2 separate regions of the Sus scrofa genome follow, and region 1 is linked to region 2. Evidence: chromatin contacts called from public promoter capture Hi-C data. All regions are on one chromosome and are shown on one strand. Each heading gives the region's core, a stretch centred on a gene start, on an enhancer-like site or on the middle of the called end of the contact. The rest is flanking DNA. Distances are from core to core; before and after follow the strand shown. Region 1 holds the start of SRGN (serglycin). Region 2 overlaps STOX1 (storkhead-box protein 1).

Region 1 (6,873 bases), core at 1,152-3,651, 210 kb before region 2:
GTTTCTTCACTACTTACTTTCTAAGGAATACCTGCCACATAAAGAACATTTTTGTTTTAATTTTACTTTTCCGTATTGAATCTTAGTGGAGAATTAAACATTTCTGTGAAATTTTGAAGATGTAAAAACTCATAGCTTGGAGTTCCCATTGTAGCTCAGTGGTTAACGAACCCAGCCAGTATCCATGAGGATGTGGGTTTGATCCCTGGCCTCAGTGGGTTAAGAATCCCGCATTGCCATGAACTGTGGTGTACGTCGAAGATGTGGCTCGGATCTGGCATTGCTGTGGCTGTGGTGTAGTTCTGCAGTTACAGCTCCAGTTGGACCCCTAGCCTGGGAACCTCCATATGCTGTGGGTGCGGCCCTAAAAAGACAAACAAACAAAAAAAAGACTCACGGTCAGGGTAGGCCCAGCACCAAGTGGCCACTCAAGTCTGTGCTACAAACATGGACCTCACTGCCTGGATCTTATCAGAAGACATTAGGGAATTATTTCATTAAGCTGAAGGTTTTCTCTAAAAGATCCAAGTAAAGTTTATTCCTTACAATCAACAATTTTTGATATTTTAAAAATAGATTAAAAGTTTCAGCAACATACCTTGCTGGTTTTTTTCTTCGGTGATTACACAACAAGAAGAAAGTGATTTTATACATTTCCAATACATAATGAATGTATCTGAGATCATCTGTACAATTTTATTTCCACCAGAAGTAAAAACAAGAAAACTAAGTCACTTCGAAGAAAAAAATCCAGCTCATGTGTGTAATTATGACTCAATATTTCCTTTACGAGTTGGAGGAACTTAATGTTTTTCTACTATGAGTTCTCCCATCTCTTTATCAGGCTGTGATTTTCTGCCTTATTCAGACGTGAACCTTTATTTACCAAAGGAGAAGAAATTGTATTTTTCTTACAAATTTATCATTTTCATTTTCTTAGTCATTAAAGGTTTTAAGTTGTTTCATTCTTACTAAACAACCCTGAATGATAAAGAAACCTATCAAGAAATTTCCAAATGTGATGTTTCTCTGAGCAACAGCACAATTATTAAAATTCTTTGGCCTCTCTTTAAAATCTGAGAGGGTTTGCATTAACAATGTCTAACCATAATTGAATTGTCACTAAGAACAAAGTTTAAAAAAAGAAGAAAAAATACAAAAATTTACTCTGATTTCAAAAATAGCATCTCCCAGTGTCAGGGTGATTACAAAAATTTTGTATTATGTTAAAATTTGGGATTTATGTGGACACCTAGGGGTAGGTAATTTTCTATATTCCTTTTTTTAAAAAAAATTTCTGACTAGTTTTGCATATTCTTTCAGATAACATTATTTTATTTATTTATTTATTTTGGTCTTTTTGTCTCTTTAGGACCACACCTGCGGCATATGGATGTTCATAGGCTAGGGGTCCAATCGGAGCTGTAGCCATCAGCCTACACCAGAGTCACAGCAACATCAGATCCAAGCTGTGTCTGGGACCTACACCACAGCTCACGGCAATGCCAGATCCTTATCCCACTGAGCAAGGCTAGGGATTGAACCCACGTCCTCATGGATGCTAGTTGGGTTCGTTAATCGCTGAGCCACAATGGAACTCCAATTTTCTATATTCCTTTCTTGAGCTTTATTTATTTATTTATTTTTGGCCATGGCATGTAGCGGCTTGATATAGGATCTCAGTTCCCAGACCAGGGGTTGAACCCGGGCCGAAGTGGTGAAAGCGCCAAATCCTGACCATTCGATGACCAGGGAACTCCCTCTTGATCTTTTAAAAAAAGTTTTTTAAAATTTATAAACCATACATTTCATCCAAAATAAAACTGTACATTTCAATCATTATAAGAACTTATAAGGCTGCACCTGCCTCAGTTTAAATTTTTTTTTTTTTTTTTTGGTAGCAAACTTAACAAAACTCAGTCAGCGACCCTAAATCATTTTTTCTTTCTTTCTTTTTCTTTCTTTCTTTTTTGAGGGAGGCACCACTTTTCCAAATAGAATACATTCTGTACCTTAAAATTAATATAATCATTTGTGTGGACCCTGGGCCTTATAAGGAAAATTACAAAGGGACAAGATACCTGGGTCTTACCTTGAACTGAAGAATCCAAAATCAGGATGATGGCTAGAGCCAGGACAAGCCCACTGCACCGGAAGAGCACCTGCATTGTGACAGGCTCACTTTGGCTCCACCGCCTGCACACCAACCTTACAAAAGGGAAATGTAGCCGGGTGCTCTCTGTCCCTTTTAGAAAAGGTTCCAAAACCTCAAACCCTGCCCAGAACACACGTCACAGTTTCCTGAACAAATAGAGATCCACATCAAACCCCAGAAAGATTTAGACCAAAAAAAAAAAAAAAAAAGGGCAGCAAAATAACTATTCATACCCATTATGAAACTGCCCTGGACTCTCCCCAGGTCTTCTTTTTCAAAAGTTTTGTTGTTTGCCACTGGCCGGTTACAATTTTTTTTCCCCCTGCTAAACAGAATCATCATAAAGGACAGTTTGTTTTTTCTTTCTTCAGGTAACCATCTAAACAAGAGATTGCTGACATTAAGGGGCCTCTGCCCAATTGATGAAGTAAGGAGGCTAGATGCTGCTTTTTCACCACTGAGGCCATTCTGCATAATATGTTCTTGATTTTCTTTTTTGTTGGCAATAGCAGAAGTCACTGAGCCATGCTCAAAAAGTGAAACTTCAAAGCTGGGTTCTAATCTACAAGAAAGTGTTGTTGGATCTCAGATAACCAGTTTCTTCTTAGAGGACTCAGCTTCTCCCATTAGATCATCAGCTCTCCCTCTAATTCAAAATCTAGTGAAGATTTTCAGTTGCAAAGAACTGGATAAAACAGAAAAATGATTGTGCAGTCCTCTGCTCCTTCACACCAAGTATTTCTTATGATTTGATTCCATTTATACTTTGTTTTTTTTTTTCCTCCTGGTAAAACTTTTCAACTTGACTTTGGCATCCTCTGGCCTTTAATAAGCTAGAAGTCAGAAACAGGGGGAGGTTTTCCTGTCAGTGGGCTGCAGACTTCAGAAAACATACAAACCACTGCCCTCTGTAAATAAAGGAATAGCGTTTCCCCATCTCCTGGGGATCGTGTGCTGAAGACCGAGGGTCACAAAGCACAGGCTCCATATTTAAGCCACATAATAAACACAACAGATTATCACACTCCCTTGCCCTTGGGGCACACACTTTTTCCTTACTTCCACCCTCTCCATTGCAGCACATCTAACCCTACAATGTCCACTTTCCATTTTCATCCTCACTCTTGCCTGTCCTTTGACAAGAGGGAGGAGTTTCCTTTCTCTTGTTCTCTGCTTCCTGCTGGTTCCTTTACCATTTCCTGCTAAGAACGCGCCTCAGAAATTAATTGCTGAGTCGCCGTGGTGCAAGTCCACAAAGGTTTCCAAGAATGCACATTTTGACCTTCCTCAAAACCAGTTGGAAGTGTGTCCAGGGACTCTTCTGAGTGCAGTAAACAATCCGCAAACTCACAAATCCCGTGGGTTCCCCACTATGGAATACTGGTTTCAGCTGGAAATAACTCCCTCAACTTTGGTCGCTTTTAATGCTATCCTTTATTTATTTATTTATTTATTTTCTTTTTAAGGCTGAACCTGCGGCATATTAAAGTTCCCAGGCTAGGAGCTGAATCAGAGCTGCAGCCTCTGGCCTACACCACAGTCACAGCAACCCATGCTGCAGCTTGCAGCAGTGGTGCATCCTTAACCCACTCAGCAAGGCCAGGGATGGAACCTGCATCCTCATGGATACTAGTCAAGTTCTTAACCCACTGAGCTACAATAGGAACTCCTATCCTCCACTTTAAAACCATGGCATCAAAATAATATCCTTGTCAATAGCTTCAATAAATTCCCTGCAAAACCTCAGAGCTGATTACAGCTTGTGCTTTAAAATGGTAATTTTGGAGGCTTTTTCCATTTCAGTTCTTCAATTTTTAATTCTTTGGGTCATGGTGGGTTTTTTTAAAATTTTTGCAGCAGTCATAAGCATTTGCTCTGTTTCCCCTACGCTGACAACCAAGTTTTTTTTTTTCCAAATAGTCATCCTCCAACTTCATTTCCCTAGTCCTCTTCAAGCCGTAGAGGAGCAGGACACATGCCTGAGGCAGTCCCAAGTCCTGGGTCTGAGCTCACTTACCTGCTGAGAGATGCTGGGCCACCTACCCTGTGCTCTCCCATCGTTCTAGTTCTAAGGCTGGTGTAGGAAGCCAGTGAAAGGATGCCCATCAAAGCTCATGGCCGTGAGGGTTGAGTTGGCAGGGCAAACTCAAAAAGCAAAAGCTTCCTGCCCAAAGCTTCTTCCATTAACCAAAGGGGACCCCTATCTTTCTCTAAGCCTCCACCTCTACAAAAAGTTTTCCATGCTTTATTTTGTCTTTCTGCCTTTTCTAGGACTGCTTCCTCGGCATATGGAGGTTCTCAGGCTAGGGGTTGAATCGGAGCTGTAGCCACCGGCCTACGCCAGAGCCACAGCAACACTGGATCCGAGCCGTATCTGCAACCTACACCACAGCTCAGGACAACGCCGGGTCCTTAACCCACTGAGCAAGGCCAGGGATTGAACCCGCAACCTCATGGTTCCTAGTCGGATTCGTTAACCACTGCGCCACGACGGGAACTCCTAGTTTTTGATGCTTTTAAAAGAAAAATGCTAGGAGTTCTCGCCATGGTACAGTGGCTTAAGAACCTAACTGCAGCGGCTCTGGTTGCTGCAGGAATATGAGTTCAACCTCCAGCCCAGCACAGTGGGTTAAAGGATCCAGCATCGCTGCAGCCGTGACAAAGGTCTCAGCTGTGTCTGAATTCAGTCCCTGGTCCAGGAACTTCCATAGGCTGCAGGTGCAGCCATAAAATTTTTTTTAAAACAGATAAATTCTAGGCCAGATTTAATCCTTCATTTACCAGTCAAACTTAAATGCACCTATTTTACTTCACACTCATTTGATTTGCCTGTAAAACGGGTGTCCTTAATCCTTAGCAGTCATCTTGGAACAGAACGGGCATCAATTCCTTGCTGTCTAAAAGTGTAAGCATTGCTTTTCACTAGCTATTTTTGGCCACCACACCCACAGCATGTGGAAGTTCCAGGGCCAGAGAGCGAATCCGCACTGCAGCAGTGATTGCCAGATCCTTAACCTGCTGAGCCACCAGGGAACTCTCCAGGGTGGTCTTTTTTTTAATTTTTTTATTACTCGAATTAATCATATCTGTAGTTGTATAATGATCATAACAATCTGATTTCACAGGATTTCTATTCCACAGCCCAGGCACATCCCCCCACCCCCCAAACTGTCTCCTCTGGAGACCATAAGTTTTTCAATGTCTGTGAGTCAGCATCTGTTCTGCAAAGAAGTTCAGTCTGTCCTTTTATCAGATTCCACATGTCAGAGAAAGCACTGGATGTTGGTGTCTCATTGTACGGCTGACTTCACTTAGCATGATAGTTTCTAGATCCATCCATGTTGCAAAAAATGCTGGTATTTCGTTATTTTTAATGGCTGAGTAATATTCCATTGTGTATATGTACCACATCTTCTGGATCCACTCCTCTGTCGATGGACATTTAGGTTGTTTCCATGTCTTTGCTATTGTAAATAGTGCTGCAATGAACATCGGAGTACATGTGTCTTTGCGAGTCATGGTTTTCTCTGGATAGATGCCCAGGAGTGGGATTGCTGGATCAAATGGTAGTTCTATGTTTAGTTTTCTGAGTAATCTCCATACTGCTTTCCACAGTGGTTGCACCAATGTACAATCCCACCAACAGTGTACTAGGGTTCCTTTTTCTCCACACCCTCTCCAGCACTTACTGTTTGTAGACTTTTGGATGATGGCCATTCTGGCTGGTGTAAGGTGGTACCTCATCATGGTTTTGATTTGCATCTCTCTAATAATGAGTGATGGTGAACATCTTTGCCAGGGTGGTCTTTTGAAAGGTATATTTGGAGCACTTGAACATTCCCACCATCATGATTCAGCAGGACACTTGTTAAGATGAATTGAGATTGTCAGAGGAGACACTGAGTGCAGCACAAAACTGCTCCGTGGGACAGCTCCAGGACTCAGTGGTTTCTTAAAGCTCCAAGTTCAAGATTATGACACACAACAACCTCTGGGACTTTCTTGGCTCTTCACTGAGAAGATCTTGACTCTTACCGAGGCACTACACCAAAATAACAAACAGGAAATAGATCCTGTACCAGATCTATATTATGTCTCTGGAGGCTGAAAGACTGTTTCAAGAATACATGATTTCTAGAACTGGAAGAAACCTTAGAAATCATCTACCTCACTTACCAAGGTGGGAAAAAGCACAAGTCCAGAAATGTTGTATGACTTGCCTCTGGTCACATAGATGATGAATGGCAAAACTAAGTATAGAATTTAGGTTTCCTTATTCAAAGTCCAGTAACAGATGAAGAATGAGGAAGAAGAGTCCCCATTGTGGCACAGCAGAAATGAATCTGACTAGGAACCATGAGGTTTTGGGTTCTACCCCTGGCCTTGATCAGTGGGTTAAGAATCCAGCATTGCCATGAGCAGTGCTGTAGGTCAAACATATGGCTCAGATCTGATGTGGCTATGGCTGTGACATAAGCCAGCAGCCATAGCTCCAATTGGACTCCTAGCCTGAGAATCTCCATATGCCACTGGTGCAGCCCTAAAAAGCAAAAATAAATAAATAAATAAAAATTTTAAAAAAAAGAGGAAGAAATAAGATTAAGATTTGTGATCATCAGAAGTCTTCTTTTAGGAGTTCCCATCATGGCTCAGTGGTTAACAAACCCAACCAGGATCCATGAGGATGCGGGTTTGATCCTTGGCCTCGCTCAGTGGGT
Region 2 (6,170 bases), core at 2,690-5,189:
AATATGTCTTCTGAGGAGTTTCATTGTGGCTCAGCAGTAATGAATCCCACTAGTGTGAAAGAGGACATGGGTTTGATCCCTGGCCTTATTCAGTGGGTTAAGGATGCAGCGTTGCTGTGAGCTGTGGTGCAGGTCAGCAGCTACAGCTCTAATTCAAACCTAGCCTAGGAACTTTCATGTGCCCTGGGTGTGGCCCTAAAAAGACAAAAAAAAAAAAAAAAAAAAAAAGAGAGAGAGAGAGAAATAAGTCTTCTGACTCCTAATCCAGTATTTTTGTCATTCCACACTTTCCTAATCAGAGTGATAAGGAAGCTTTGAAGAAGGAAAGTATGGAAGTGACTTCCAATTTGCAGGAATACATGGAGCATAATCATGGAAGGAGGGAAGATATATAAGAGCATGGATAGTTATCCTGGCTAGACAGAGCTCAAGGGTTGTATTAGACCAAAGTGGAAAATAAGGCTGGAATTGTAAGCTAGTCTGTATCGTTTTTCCTCTTTGCCAGTATATTAAATTGTTCTTCTTAATGTGCCATTAGTCACGCTGAGTTTTAGGTTCTGCTGGATATCCAAGGGAACTCCCCTCACTTAATTGGAAATGAAGGACTAAGGCTCAGGAAAGCAATTTGGAAATCAACCAATAAAGATGAGAGCTGAGGAGTTCCCCTCCTGGCGCAGTGGTTAACAATCCGACTAGGAACCATGAGGCTGCAGGTTCCATCCCTAGCCTTGCTCAGTGGGTTAAGGATCTGGCGTTGCCGTGAGCTGTGGTGTAGGCTGCAGATGTGGCTGGAATCCCGAGTTGCTGTGGCTCTGGTGGAGGCCGGTGGCTACAGCTCCGGTTGGACCCCTAGCTTGGGAATCTCCATATGCTGCAGGAGCAGCCCTAGAAAAGGCAAAAAGACAAAAAAAAAAAAAAAAAAAAGAGAGAGAGCTGAAGCTAAGGAGTGAAATACATTCTTTTAACAGAAAGAGTAAAAAAGAGAGAGTCAGAAACAGTTATATGAGGAACTATCTATATTTAAGAGATAGTAGAAATAGGGATCCACAAATGAGAGAAGGCACAGTAATGAGGATAGGAAGAGAGAACCAAGAGTATGAGAAGGGGAAAAAAAGATTTCCAAAAGAACAGCAAATCAACAGGGTCAATGTTTAAGAGAGAACAAAAAAGTTGAGGGAGGAGAAGAGGCAACTGGATTACTTGCTTGGAACAAGGTGACCACTGGAAACTTTCAAGAGAATTGTTTTCATGGGAAAGAACAGAAATTAAATGTCAGATTGAAAGAAAGGGAATGGGTGAAAAAAATCGAAGTTAATGGGTCTTCCCCCTAGAGCAAGATTTCTCATCTTTGGTACTTCTGACATTGGGGGCCAGATAAAGGGTGACCAATCATCCCAGTATACTCAGGAATGAAGGGTTTTCTGGGACACAGGGTTTTCAGTGCTATAAACAGAAAGCTGAAGGCAAACCAGGGTGGTTGATCACCCTAACTAGAGAATTATTTCCTGCGGCGGGGGTGGGGGTGGCTGTCTTGTGCATTGTAGGATATTTAGTAGCATCCTCAGCCTCTAGGTGCCAAGAGCATCTCCCACAGTTACAGCAACCAAAAGTGTCTCCAGACATTGCCAAATGTCTCTGAAAGGAAAGGGTTGGAGGTCAAAACTGCCCTAATTGTAAAGCACTGTTCTCAGACCATTTGTTGGAAAAATCTGATTGTGAAAGAGTAGAAAAAGAACCCAACCCAGAAAGGAGTATGATCAAATGAAGGTGAATGTATGTGTATGTTGAGATTTTCTTAAAAGAGCTCTCTACGTTTGGATACAAAAAGGGCTTAGTGGATATGATGAAAATGATTCTGGGAGGGAGAAGTCAGTCAGACAGCAAGATCCCAAATGAGGGCAAAGAGGAAAAAAACACATGCACAGGTAAAAGAACTTTCTTAGAAATGAGAAGGATATTTGCAGCCAATTAAGCTGACCAGTGCCCTTTTCCCCATGGGGGCCTGGTGTGCAATAGCTGCAAACAGCAGCCCCGGTAGTGTATGCACCCTGTTGCCTGTATAGGTTGCCCTAAGGGACCTTGGAGACAGCCCTTTCCAGTAGACATTCATGACTGGCATGCTGTCCCCAATACAGGCTCCAGACAGCTGCAGAACGAGGAGCATGTGATTGAGGCACTACGCAGAGCCAAGTTCAAGTTCCTTGGCCACCAGAAGATCCACATCTCTAAGAAGTGGGGATTTACTAAGTTCCACACAGATGAATTTGAAAACATGGTGGCAGAAAAGCGGCTTATCTCGGATGGCTGTGGGGTCAAATATATCCCTAATCTCAGCCCCCTGGACAAATGGTGGGCCCTGCACTCATGAGATCCTTGGCGGCATTGTCCCCTCCTTAACGCTCACCAATACATCCTACTTGCCTGTCAAAAAAAGAAGAAAAGAAAAGAAAAAAAATGAGAAGGATATTAATTTATCTGAGACTTGAGACAATAGAGGGTGGCAGAAGACCAGAAATATATCAAGGCATAGAAGGAAAAAAACATTAGCATAAGAAGGTCATGTGATCTCCGCAAAGTTAGGGGGAAAGAAAATAGGAATGGGAGGAGGAAAAAAACGGAAATGCGGAGGTGAAGGGTAGAAAGGGAGTTTGAGGAGTTACTCTTAGAGCACGCTAGGAAATTTAAAAATTCATACAAAGATTACGCAGGAGCCTTGGGTCTCAAGGTGATTTAAGTGTGATTTCTGATTACAGATGAAGTAGCAATCTGGAATAGAAAAGGATAAGAGTCTAGGAGGCCAACAGTGCTTCTAAAACGTTAATGTGCATATGAGAATCACTAGGCGATTGTGCCAGTGTGCAGATTCTGATTCAGAAGATCTGAAACGGAGCCTATGATTCTGCATTTCTAACAAACTCCCAGGTGATGTCCATGCTGCAGGTCTGAGGTCTGCTCTTTGGAGTGGCAGCCCATTAGGGTGTTAATGATAGCAATGCTAAAGTTTGGCTACTTTTAAATATACTGGCTGGATGTGAAGGTTGCAGCCAAAGCTGGTCAGAGGCTCATAGTACTCATTGTATCTGCAGCAGGAAACTGATAAGCAGCTGTTATTAAAGATCACACTGGCCTGTTTCCTTGTTTCCTTAAGCGTCTCTATTTAGCAAGTTGGGGCATCTTTGACCTTGGAAAGTCACAACACAGGGCAGAACTGCTGTCTGCTTTGGCAGCCTAGGGAAGGATCTTCTCTTGGCCTGCTTGGTGCTGTCTTACTGGGCGATGCCAAGATACCTATAGCATTCTGAGAAGCTAGGATGAATGGCTAATCAATTAGCATTTCAAAGAGTGGTGATAAGAGATGATGCTATGAAACTTATTGTTAAGAGGGGAACACTAACCTAAAATTCAAAATCCTCCTAGAAACTCTACCTCTGAGCTAAGAGTAATAAGCCTTTCTCCTTATCTTCATTCCCCTTTGCTTTTCTTTTTTCCCTCCGCATCTGAGATTACTTTCTTCTCTTTCATCTCCCTCCTCAACCTGACAAAATACAGTATTAAATTGCCCTTTCACTCTTGTTTATGCTTCTTAAACATAACTCCATGTGCTTAATTTAAAACAAACCCTATTCCTCATCTTCCAAGACAGTCTAAGTGACTTTTTTTCTTGTATGTGATTGCCTGTCCCCACTTGATGTGGACTTAGAAGCCCTTAATTCAAAAAGAAGGAGGGAAAAGTTCTCCTCTCCTAGAAAGATAAGGGCAAAACCTAAAAAGAATTTGCTCAACCACACTATATATACTCAAGCCTCATCTCAGCCCTAGCTTAAACCCAGTCACTTGGAACTTTGAGATTGGAGTTGGGGGAGTGAAGGCCAGAGACTTTTCGAGATGAGCGCGGCTAGAAACTCAGTACATGTCTGATGCTCTTGCTGCGCCCCCTGCCGGTGGCTGCCCATTTCTATGCAAATGAAAACAGAAAGCTGTCCTAGGGTCCAGTGAGGGATCCCCACTACGCCTTTAGGCTAGACCTGAAGATGCCTGTTTCCAGTTCAATCCTTAAGCTTGTTTCCTCTTTCATAGGAAAATGAATAGTCAAAATTGAATTTTTTATGGAACTGTGGGAAGGGGTGCATGGGCTATTCCTGTACACTTCTTCACAATCTCCTGTATATCTATAACTACTTCCAAATAAAAGTTAAAGAAAATAGATTTTACAGAAAAGACTACTTTTTATTAACAAGCGGAAATGTATGAGAAACAGAATTTTTTCTTACATTTTAAAAATCCCAACTTTTTCTTAGAGTCCTAACATTGCCTGCCAAATCCAAAGACACTTTTAGAACTTTTATTCATAATTCTTACTGTAGTGTGGGGATGTTTATTTTAAAAGAGTAAACATATCTACTACCAACTAGAAAGACAACTGTCTTTTAGAGAACATGTTAAAATCGCATTTAACCTCTGCTTTGGAGCTCCCTCTAGACAAAGCCTAGAGAAAGTTTCTCAGTACATTTTCTTCACAGCCGTTGCTAAGATACGTCTTCAGGTGCATAAATCATCAAGAGTTCTTTTATGCAGGAAAGGAGAGCGAAGCCTGCCTGACATGAGAACATCTGTGATAAAAGCAAGAATCATTTTCCAGCTGCAGCCACAGTTTATTTCAGTTACTTTGGCACTTGGGTTTTGGAATGCAGTCACCCTTACAGTTTTCCACGAAAAAATTAAACTTTCAGTGGAGAAGATCCCCCTTATAGATGTAACTAGATTTCACAAGAAGAGAAGGCCAGCCCTTTGGCTTTATCCTCAGCAAGTATGGAGTGATTGAAAGGCACCCTTAAGTGCAGGCCTGCTGTGGACCTCTGACCCTTGAACTAAAGCAGGGATCAGAAGGCTAGAAGAGCCTGTGGGCCAGAGTAAACAGTTCACAACAACGTTCTCTCTTTTCACACAGTCTTATACTCTTAGGTGCTGCAGAAATGGGAGAAGTGTTTATACCGAAAGACTGGTTTCTCAAAAAATACCAACAAAGTAGAACCTGTTACATATAATGCCACCCTTTCTGTAAAGGACATTTTTATTGCTACCCTGCTGTATTCCTGAAAGATTCAGTTGGGGTGTGTGTATATATATATATATATCTTCCTCATATCTTCCAAGATATGGGGTTATGTTATATGAGTTTTAAAACAATTATTCTTTAAAAGCCCACTTTTTCTAGGGAAGATAAAACAGTGTAAGGCAAATTAAACACACGTAGCATGTAGATGCCCAGGCAGCAAATGAAAATAGGGTTCTCTTAACTATCAAAAGCAGATGATATCCAGTGAAGTCCAGGACAGTCTCCTCTGAGCTCAGGATCCTAAAACCGTGACTAGAACCAGCTTCCTGTGTGATGGACATAAGATCATACAACCTCAGGCAATCAATTTCCGCTCTGGCACCCAAGAGCTGTGGTCTAGAAGAGCCCCATGGCCAACAGGAGCAGAACCCCCTGGAAGCGTGGCTTGTTCCTGGAGTTGGTGACAAAAGCTCAACAATAATCCAGCACAATCAAAGACCTCATCAAAACTCTGAGGAAAAAAGAGGTGGTTTCTTTACGTCAGGACACCAAGGCCTCCTCCACGGGCCTCAGGTTTTTTCCAACCTGAGGTTTCTAGCCTGGCTGTTTTCTAACAGCAAAGAAAAATGGCTGAAAGAGCTATTTCCTAGACAGTTCATGAGGCGTGAATACTCCTGCCCCAGTGTAGAAATAGCAAGAGGTACATTCAAGACAAATATGGACTGCCTTTTCACCAGACCCAGAGAAGGCAACCAGTAGAGACCAAGCAAACGATCTCTAGGAGCTGTGGTACTAGAGAAATCTTCAACCAGGGACACAGGATTCCTAAATCTGCATTCCAGTCAGTTGGGAGTTTCAGTAAAATTACAAGCCTACACTTTGCACTCTCCAAGTGAGAAAGGGAGAACCAAAATCAAGATACAATCTGCCTATCCTGAACCTGTGTTTGCTCTGTCCACTGAAAAAAAAGCTTTGAAGTAAAAGAGTACTAAAATCGAGTGTTTGTTTTGATAACTGAATGCTCTAGTTAAATTTCAGGAACAAAGTGAAAGTTTTCCGTAAAAATTTTACCTTTAGGGAAAAAAAAACTACCATGCAATATTTACATTTATCT

The links. Promoter capture Hi-C pulls out the DNA fragments that hold promoters and counts their contacts.
Region 1: a contact with region 2 is called in a promoter capture Hi-C map of fetal liver, with 3 times the contacts expected there. The contact joins the promoter of SRGN here to the enhancer-like site in region 2. A contact is called at or near these places in 2 of 5 promoter capture datasets (fetal liver and liver) and 18 of 47 Hi-C or Micro-C datasets (alveolar macrophages, blood, embryonic fibroblasts and 9 more).

The regions. Positions count from the first base shown.
Region 1 is chr14:72,178,896-72,185,768 of Sscrofa11.1, reverse strand. It overlaps SRGN (serglycin), which reads right to left and starts at 2,401. Exons shown (of 3, transcript XM_013990411.2): 1 at 2,093-2,401. The coding sequence starts at 2,168.
Region 2 is chr14:71,966,735-71,972,904 of Sscrofa11.1, reverse strand. All of the region lies in intron 1 of STOX1 (storkhead-box protein 1), which reads right to left. Among named protein-coding and RNA genes, the nearest start is that of DDX50, 19 kb to the left of the region's middle. Within about 2 kb of position 3,939, at least 15 of the 83 cell types and tissues checked have an H3K27ac peak or open chromatin away from gene starts, as enhancers often do. A contact at or near this core is called in fetal liver and liver, where this site is marked.